Linked DNA regions of Mus musculus: regions 2 and 3 are each linked to region 1. The links are chromatin contacts, called in public Hi-C and Micro-C maps. All regions are on one chromosome and are shown on one strand. The core of a region is the stretch at or near the end of the contact, and the rest is flanking DNA. Distances in the headings are between cores, read along the strand shown.

What was found. Hi-C and Micro-C count contacts between places; a contact is called where the count stands out from the background.
Region 2: a contact with region 1 is called in a Hi-C map of adipose-derived mesenchymal stem cells, with 2.5 times the contacts expected there. The contact joins two enhancer-like sites. A contact is called at or near these places in 2 of 484 Hi-C or Micro-C datasets (adipose-derived mesenchymal stem cells and nephron progenitors).
Region 3: a contact with region 1 is called in a Micro-C map of muscle stem cells, with 4 times the contacts expected there. The contact joins two enhancer-like sites. A contact is called at or near these places in 8 of 484 Hi-C or Micro-C datasets (adipose-derived mesenchymal stem cells, cochlea, forebrain and 4 more) and 1 of 9 other capture datasets (pancreatic islet).

Annotation. Positions count from the first base shown.
Region 1 is chr2:135,453,253-135,456,294 of GRCm38.p6, reverse strand. The region is part of intron 31 of Plcb1 (phospholipase C, beta 1); the gene reads right to left. Among named protein-coding and RNA genes, the nearest start is that of Gm31993, 87 kb to the left of the region's middle. Within about 2 kb of position 1,619, at least 33 of the 459 cell types and tissues checked have an H3K27ac peak or open chromatin away from gene starts, as enhancers often do. A contact at or near this core is called in adipose-derived mesenchymal stem cells, granulosa cells and muscle stem cells, where this site is marked.
Region 2 is chr2:135,862,430-135,865,471 of GRCm38.p6, reverse strand. All of the region lies in intron 3 of Plcb4 (phospholipase C, beta 4), which reads right to left. Among named protein-coding and RNA genes, the nearest start is that of Gm14210, 51 kb to the right of the region's middle. Within about 2 kb of position 1,536, at least 45 of the 459 cell types and tissues checked have an H3K27ac peak or open chromatin away from gene starts, as enhancers often do. A contact at or near this core is called in adipose-derived mesenchymal stem cells, where this site is marked.
Region 3 is chr2:135,736,318-135,739,359 of GRCm38.p6, reverse strand. All of the region lies in intron 1 of Plcb4 (phospholipase C, beta 4), which reads right to left. Among named protein-coding and RNA genes, the nearest start is that of Gm14210, 75 kb to the left of the region's middle. Within about 2 kb of position 1,654, at least 67 of the 459 cell types and tissues checked have an H3K27ac peak or open chromatin away from gene starts, as enhancers often do. A contact at or near this core is called in adipose-derived mesenchymal stem cells, granulosa cells and muscle stem cells, where this site is marked.

The sequences.
Region 1 (3,042 bases), core at 370-2,869:
CGAAAGGAATATCTACTGCTGTCACTTTCTTAAGCTAATATAGCTTTTAACTATAACCTACATAGTCATCCTTATACTGCACAGGTAAGTGTAGCTCTCACCTTTCATCAATGACGCTTTTTTTTTTTTTTAAGCAGACAGAACGCCACAAATGGTCAAAATGAAGAGAACAACTGAGTCTGGGGTTGTCAAGCCTGATTATTAGGGAACACAAAAAAGAGGTCAGAAGACCAAGGCATATACCGAGAGACAGTGCCTTCTCTATAGAACAGGGAAGCTGCGCCTATAAAATATTAACAATATGTTAGTCAAAACAAGGCCTGAGCACTGACAACACTAGTAGACAGGCCAACATGGATGCTGGAACTCTCACAAAGCCCAGTCGCTAAATGAAGAATTATGGGCAATTCATTATTGCTGAGAGAGGGAGAATCAGTCTTCTCTGGGGATGAGACCATGGTAGGTTATCCAATACCAAATGGGCTGCCCTAAGTATCTATGAGTAACACTAAATGGATTCAGCATGTTTTGTTGATATATTTATATATGCACAGTCATATAACTATAATAATTAAAAGAAACAATAGAGAAAGTACACAAAAGTAGAAACTTGGCTTGGAGGTAGAGGAAGAGAAACTAAGGGAGTAGGAAGTCAGGAATGATAACAATGGTTTATTTAAAAGGATTAGAATATATTAATTGTTTTTAAAAAAGCACATAGGGGCACCATGATGTTTTAATAGTTTGCCAATGTGGCTCTGTCATGTGACCCACAGCATGAAAGGAACCTGATACTCTGAACCACAAGGTAGAAAGAAGGTGGCCAACTGGGAACATTCATGCATGACTTCTATTATTATTTAACAGAAGCCAGTTCTGGCACTGTTTGTCATAGCAGCTAGTAGTCTATGGATACATTCTTACACACACAATTTAAATTGTCTAATTTACACTGGAATTAATGAAATGCTGAATATACACCAAGATACTATAAATATTTCTCCTCTTCATGATTCACCTTTATTAGCCAATCTTTATAACGTAAGGATAGACTCTTAAAGTTGCTGTAGGCCTTTTTGCTTATTCTGAATTTAAAGTAGAAATTAGAGAATAATGCCAACTGTAAATTTTGAATACTTTAAAGCTACTCCATAGCTATAAGAAAGAGCTGGTGTTATGAAACCCAGGGACATTATTACTTCACATCAATCTTTATCATTTTTTCTTTTACAAGGAAACTATAGAAATGGGAAAAATTGCCCCTTTCTTCCATCAGTGGCTAAAATATATAGCATCTATGGTTTATTGCTGTAGTGAAGCTAATTTCATAACCACAGGTCAGGTTACTTCAGTTCAGTTCTATTGTAAATCAATTTTAAAACACCAGTCCTTTTTTTTTTTCTGCTTGAGTAACAAGGCAGAGATAAAAAGCAAAAGCTTACTGTTTGCAGCGACCATATCCTGGATAGGTCTCAAAAACTGGGGGGAGGGGGGTCTTCTATAAATTGTTCAATGCAGAGGATTAAAATCCTTTCTGAGGAATCCTGGATTTAAGCATGGTAAATAACAGCACAAGAGCTATGATTCATCTCACTTGTGACAGGAAAGTCTACTGGGTTCCACTAACCCTGTTCTGTACTCAGTTAATCACAGTAGTGAGAGAGCCAACATAGCTTCACATTATATATAGCATGTGCTTGGAAGTGGACAGTAAGCCCTGACCTGTGGTTCATTTTCTGCTTACACTAATGTCTATTTTTTTCCCTTCACTTCCTAATACATTTCCTGATTATCTCATACAGCCAGATTTTAAAAGTGTACTTCTTTGTACCTGGCCCTGTGATACAAGGGACAGGAACATGAAACAGCCTTGATCTTACAGAGTTCCCAGATTAGTGAGAAAATGTCTTCTCCAAAACAATAGCGTGATACACTGACAAGTATCATTCCAAGATGTGTACACAGGCAAGGACACAATGAACAATCACCCGTCCATGCCATCACAGGGAAGGAATTACTCAAGACCACAGTAATGGTTATCATGGAATGCTGGCTCCCTTGCATATTTTCTAAATGACAGCCACTTAAGTTCAATACAAGCCCATTGGGTCACTTCCATTGTCCTTCTGTTACATTCTAAAATGACCATGAGAGGAAGAGTGGCCAGAGTGGGGTGAAGCATAGTAATACATTCCTGTAATCCCAGGAACTCATGGGAAGGAGGCAGGAGGATGAACAGATTAGTCAGGGATATGCAGTGAGACCTACTGTCTCAGCAACCCACAAAAATTCAAGAATTCTAAACAGGTTTTGAAAAACCTGAATATGTTGTCTAATTTTATGCTAACTAATATAAAACATCCTGGGTAAAAATATCCCATGATAAAGCAGAGACTAATAACCTAATCAATCATAAAAACTATCATGCATAATTGGTTACGTGATGCATAAATGCCACTTGGAAGATGAAGCAACATAATTCCTATAAATGTAAGTCCTCCTATGAGTCACTGTTTCAACACATGCTCATGATGAATGAGTATAAATGAGACATAAGTTTTACAGGTGGCACAGGCCTGTACTGTCAGCTACTTAAGAGGCTGAAGCCAGAGAGTCACAAGTTCAAGGCCAGCCCAGGCAACTTCACAAGACTCTGTCTCAAAATGGAAATGAGAAGCAGGCTGAGGACAAGCTTACAGCAGAATGCTTTTCTAGCACGCATGAGGTCCTGGTTCCAATTCTCAGTGTCTCCAAAAAGAAAAGAAATTTGACAGACTTCTCAGCTGCCATGAAAATGTTTCAACTTCTGCATTGCCTGCCTTTTTGAGAGGTGGGAAAGTTTCCCTGTTTCAAAGTGTTTTGAAAATGCGTCAGGGCCTCCTCGGTTTCACTAACAGAGGAAGGCAATGTGCTTCTGGTGACACAATGAAAACACAACTCAGAAATGTGTTGGGATAGGTCAGACAAAATGTGTGAGGTCTCACGGACTTGAAGGCTATCAAGGTCACCACAATCTTGTTAGTAATGCAAATTCTTGGGCTA
Region 2 (3,042 bases), core at 287-2,786, 410 kb before region 1:
CCTAGTTCTGCAGGAAGTGCTGCCCCAGGTCCTGCCCTTCATCTTTTCTTCCTTCCGTGGAGATCAAGTGCCATCACCATTCTTGACCCCCTTTTAGAACTTCAACCCCTTCTATTCAGCTGCTTCTTGAGCCATCTTCACCAGCCTTCTTCTGGGAGGTCAAGTATCCAAACATGCCGGAGCTGAGCTCACTACTAAGAAAAGGCTTTTTGGAAGAATATATACAACTGCTAACATCTTGAAAGAGTACTTACAATTGTTAACATCTACTAACAGCAAGCAATGCCAAGATCCTCATGGATGCTGCTCTGTTTTAGATTAATGTGTTGTTCCTAAGGACATGGGCTAAAGGCTTGGTCCTTGACCCATCAACTTCCGGCTAGTGGTATGGTCTTCAAGAGGCATACCCTGGTGTGAGGTCTTCAAGTTATTGGGGGCATTCTCTTGAAGAGGCCACTGGTACCCAACCTCTTCTTCTTTCCCTCTTTCATTCCAAGTCAATAGTTGAGTGGTTCTCTCCTGTCATCTAATTATATACTAACAAAATCTCAAGGTGACATAGCTGACTGGTCAGGAAACAGCCTACAAAAAATTATGAGCCCAAACCTTTTCTTTTTATTACCTAATTATTTCAGGTGCTTGTTAAAATAACAAAAAGCAAAGGAACTTGGCCTTTTCCTATGATAAACAGGTAAGCTGTGGGTGAACTTCAACTTTAATGAGCTAATGGTGAAGAGGTGGTTGCTTAAATCTTAATCAGTTTTCAGAAGTGCTTGATCAAAGGGTATGACAATCTCAGCCAACCACCAGATGCCATCATTTAAATATTCTGTGACCGTGTGTGCTACAATCTTCAGAAGCCTGTCAACAGAAGAGTGGTCTGATGACAATGGACCATTTATGTCACACAAGGTAAGACTATATGACAGCAGAGTCCAAATGAGCTCTCCCAGTAATGGAGCAAGATCTGAAGCTGAAAACCCGAGGCAATGGAAGAAAGGAGAAGCTTATCACACCACTAGCCTGACTTCTCAGGCCCAGTCAGGGGACTTCTTTAAGAACTTCGAGGAGGGAACAATATGGTCATTTTGTTTTCAGTCAAGAGTAAGAATCACAGATAAAAACCAATGATCTCAGGAGCACATAATTAATTGCATTTATTCATCTATTATTTTGTTTATTTTTACTTTTCAGTGCCAGGGCTGAAACCTATTGTCTTGCATATGGTAAGTACTCTATCATATAGGTTATATGCCTAGCCAGGAATACAGACTATAAATTATCAGGAAACTAAGAATTATTTCACAATGAAGTGAGCAGTTTCATAGAGTAGATACTACAATCCACTTAAGGACGCAGAAGGTCACTTTCCTTCTTACAGGTGACCAAAGGCTTCTCTGCTGGACGAGTGACATGATTTATCTGTTCCTCTGTTGTCCTTCAGAAAATAACACTGGGTTGGTACAAGCCACTATGACACTCCAGGCTCTTTACAAATTCCTGTGAATCAAAGTCTAACCATTCCTTCACCACAGATATGCAGTGAACCATGTCCTGATGTTTATTCTGGAAAGAGTTTTGGTGAGAGCTCAGGGTGAGTAGTTAGCTGCAGAATGGCTGGCTGTTACGGAATGCTGCCCCGTTTTTCCATCTGTAGATAGTCTTGACGTATCTTTTGGGGTTAAATCATTTTGGATTGAAAGGGACCTGAAACATTCAAGCCATGAGGAAGAGCACAGAAGACACTTGACAAACTATGACTATACCTCCTAAGCCTTGTTCTACCCTAAACTAGAAATGATGGGAAATATAGTGAGAAGTTAAAGCTACTAGCTGCAGGCTTTGGACATTTTTAGCCATCTCTGTGCCAATATCTGGAAGACAAAGGAACTCTTGATTTCAGGATTCTAGCCAACATCAATTTTGGGAAGTCACAGCTTGTGTGCCAAATAGTAATCATTTTGTTTTCTAAACTGAATACAATATCCTGAATTAATACTTGTCACAAACCTTCACATGCAGCTGCTTCAGGCCCCTGTGCCCAAAATGTCTTAAAATTAAAAAGCTAAAACAAACTAATGGAGTTTCCTATCTTGTCAACTCATTTCTAAAGCGTGAAGCCTGTCAGAACCAAGACAATAGTCTCTTTAACCACAGTCAAATGAGCTGGCCCACAAGGAAAATACAACTTAAAAAAAAAAAAAAAAAACACTTGCCTTTCCCCCAGCTCAAAAATATGAAAATTAGTGCTGTTTAGCATAAAGGAAAGATAGGTATAACATAAACCACAAAATGCAGATCAATACTGTGTACTGTCACCTCAAGAAAGTCCCCATGTCTCTGGTAGCTTATATCACAAAGTAATTTTGTGAAGGCTTTATGTAAAGGTCACTGTTGCATTTCTATAATATTAAAATCTAAGTTAGCATACAGAGATACCCCAAGAGCCTGAAGTTATTAAGATTTCTGTATGACTCAACTAAGTTTTCTTCAGATATTGCAACCATTTCACATCAGATAAGCGATGAGAGATAAAACTGGGGCTCATAAAAGTCAAGTCAGGAAAACAGCTTCACTGCCTATTAGTTCTAAAAGAATAACTTAAAAAAATACCCTACAACTGTGAGGAGCTTATCAAAACAGTCCATTCCCTTCACAAAGGAATGAGATCAAACATAGCTTAAGGTTTTAGTAGATAGCACAATGAGCTCGTGTTCTTGAGATAAAGTCTTGCACAAGTGCCAAAAATACCTTTGCTTTTCTTCATAACCCTTCCTGTTTCCTGCGACCCTCGTGGGCCAGCTGAATGATGACTTGGGCACAGCTGTGTGTTGTATGTGAGCCCATGAGCCTGGGTTTGCCAACTTAAGTTTTGTAAGTCATGAATTCTAGGATAAATGTAGAGTATGTCCAATATGACTGGGGGATTGAAGCCTGTTGTCTGGCAGTGTGTGAAAGTATTGTCATGTGTTTTTCTTTGTTGGTTTTCTTCTCCCTATATAAAAACATCTTAAGTTCATTTAATTTTTTTGTGTTGTGTGT
Region 3 (3,042 bases), core at 405-2,904, 280 kb before region 1:
GTAGACCTCTATTAATTCTTTGTTTTTCAAGGCACCTGCCTGCTATTTTTAATTGATATAGATAATAAACACTTGTGCCTAACCCAGAAGAGGGCCATCCTGTTCTGTTGTTCTCTAGAATCTGGGGCAGAAGACAAGAAGACTCTACAGCTCCTCTCAGGAAGTGAGATTTGCACTAAGAGTAAAGACATCAGTTAGAAGTTGTCAGGCAGACAGAAGCAGGAAATGAAGAGAACCTTTTCTTCGAGGGCAGGGAAGGACAGTGGACAAAAGAAGAGATTGGAATTGTGCTTTAAGCCTATCATCCCAGCACAGGGCAGGCTGAGGCAGGAGGATGCCAAGTTCAAAGCCAGTCTTGAATAATTAGAAGATATTGTCCAAAAAAAAAAAAAAAAAAAAAAAAAGAAAAGAAAGGAAAAAGAAAAAGAAAAGAAACAAAATAAAATAAAGAAACTTAAAATAATAACTAACAACAACAACAATAATGACAGTAACAACATTAACAACAACAATAATAATAATAATAACAACAACATGATCATGAAAAGCAAGAAAGAGAATGGCCGCAGGAAAGTTAGAAGAAAGAAGAGTGAGGTGGGGCTTTCTGGCCTCGTAAAGGAATGTGGAGTTGGATAGGCAGACAGTGTGAGTTCCTCCACAGAATCCTCAGCGTGCAAATTATCTCCACTCATCTGCCAACACTGATCATCGTTCTTCTGAAACAACATGCCTACCATAAGCGTCTCAAAATAAAACAAGAGCCCTCAGTAGCACACACCTGCCCCTCTGAACCACAGATGACTGCTGGGCAGACAGAAACAAACACTAGTGTCTCTTGGGAGCATTTGAACTAAGACACAGTAGCCACTGACAATTGGTGATTAACACTTAACTAAAAGTTTCCAGAGTGGGTAATAGAGGATATTAAGAGACATGGCAGACTTGGTTGAAAAAAAAATGTAGTACAAATTATATGGCCCTCATCCTGTTAAGATATCAATCAAGTCTATTTTCCCTCTTCTCAAACCTGGCTCTCTGGTTGGGGTGACCTTCAGAATGCAAGGATATCCGATTTCTTCTTGGTTTTCCTTTGTGCATGCCTACTTATCCATGACCCATAGCGAATAACAACAACCCACCCCACTCTTGTGGCCCTAGCATTCATACACCCTCTAAAAAGACCCCAGAATTCCAAACATCCTCACACAGGCTCAGAAACTATCTGCAGCTGGAAAAATCACCCCTGCCAGAGCACGAGGCAAACCTAGCTGCTGTGGACAATCTGAAGCAGCCCCATATCCCACAGTTGGGATTAAAGTGAAAATATATTCTTATACCGTTTCTGTGGTTTTAAAAGAAACTAAAATTCAAAAATTCTCACTACACTTAATTCTGCCAGGAAACGGCAAAGAGGTTGATGAGTGACCAGAAATCCACAAGTTCGGTTTGAAGAACAACAGAGAGGATGGACTTGTCATCCAGCTGCTCCTCTCTTAAGTGGCTTCTGCTTTTGCGCTTGACAAGGGTCCTCCTGAGCATCTCGTGCTTTTCAGTGATCCGACCACTCCACGTGGAGGGAGCAGCCCAGACAAGACCGGAGACGTTCTAGCTGAGCTCATCCCTGAAGCCAACTGCTCATGTTCAATGAGTCATCTCAAACACTCCAACCACAAAAAGAGCAACTGCTCCAGTCTCTCCCGGAGCCGTGTTGCCTGGCTGAGACCAGTCAACCCACAGACACATGAAATGCTGGCTGTTGTTTCCAGCCAGTAAGTTTTGGTGTGGTCAGGTACAAAGCAAGAGAAGGTGACAGCAGGGAAAGCCCAGAGCAAAGACTGAGAAAAGGAAGGACGGAGACACAGACGAGTCCCTGCAGGGCACAGAGCCTGAGTGCAATTCTAGAACTTGGCACTTAAGATCCAGGAGATCTGATCAAGTTATGGGGCAAATCAGGGTCCTTAGGATCATTAATAAAATAAGAATGGACCATCATACTAGAGTTAAACCTCGGGGCAGCAAAGCTCAGGAGGTGCCTGGAAGGGAAAAATGGAGAAGAAAAAGAGAGAAGGAGGCCATGCTGTCTGAGCTATGCCAGTGTGAAGGTCAAACACATGGCAGATAAGCTACGAGCAGGCATAGGGGACTCAGAAACGGAGAACAGATGGATACTCAAGGTACCAGTGAAAGTATATTCAGTCCATCAGAAAGAAGAAGAGAAGAACGAGAAAAACCTGGTGTTCTTCCTAAGGCCCCCAGATTGATTTAAGCACCCAGATCAGCTGGTACAATAGCTGCTGTTCTAGAGGATCCAACATCGTTATCTTGCCCTCATGGATGTATGCACTTACAGAAACACACACACACATTCACGAACACAGGCATGCAAGGCATGCATACACACGCATTCAGACAGATACACATGAATATATACATTAAATAAAATAAAAACAAATGTTACACGTAATGATGACACTATATTTGGAGCATCACTATAAGATGACACAATATGTTTCCCACTAAATATCCAATGATTTTTTAAAACACTGTCTTCAGTTTGCTTACATATCTCTAATATTTTTAGAGTATGTACAATCCATATTATTCTAAATGATGGTAAGTGTTAAGGGTTAAATTACTATTTTATCTTTGGCCTCAAGTCCAGGCATTCCTCCAAAGGCTATGGGCTAAATCATGTGTTTGACTCCATCTCAAAACCACCAGGCAATCCAACAGCCCCCATCCTCTCCTTCATCCTCCTGCCCTCTCTGTTGTCCTTCAAACCGAACTTGTGGATTTCTGGTCACTCATCAACCTCTTTGCCGTTTCCTGGCAGAATTAAGTGTAGTAAGAATTTTTGAATTTTAGTTTCTTTTAAAACCACAGAAACGGTATAAGAATATATTTTCACTTTAATCCCAACTGTGGGATATGGGGCTGCTTCAGATTGTCCACAGCAGCTAGGTTTGCCTCGTGCTCTGGCAGGGGTGATTTTTCCAGCTGCAGATAGTTTCTGTGCCTGTGTGAGGATGTTTGGAATTCTGG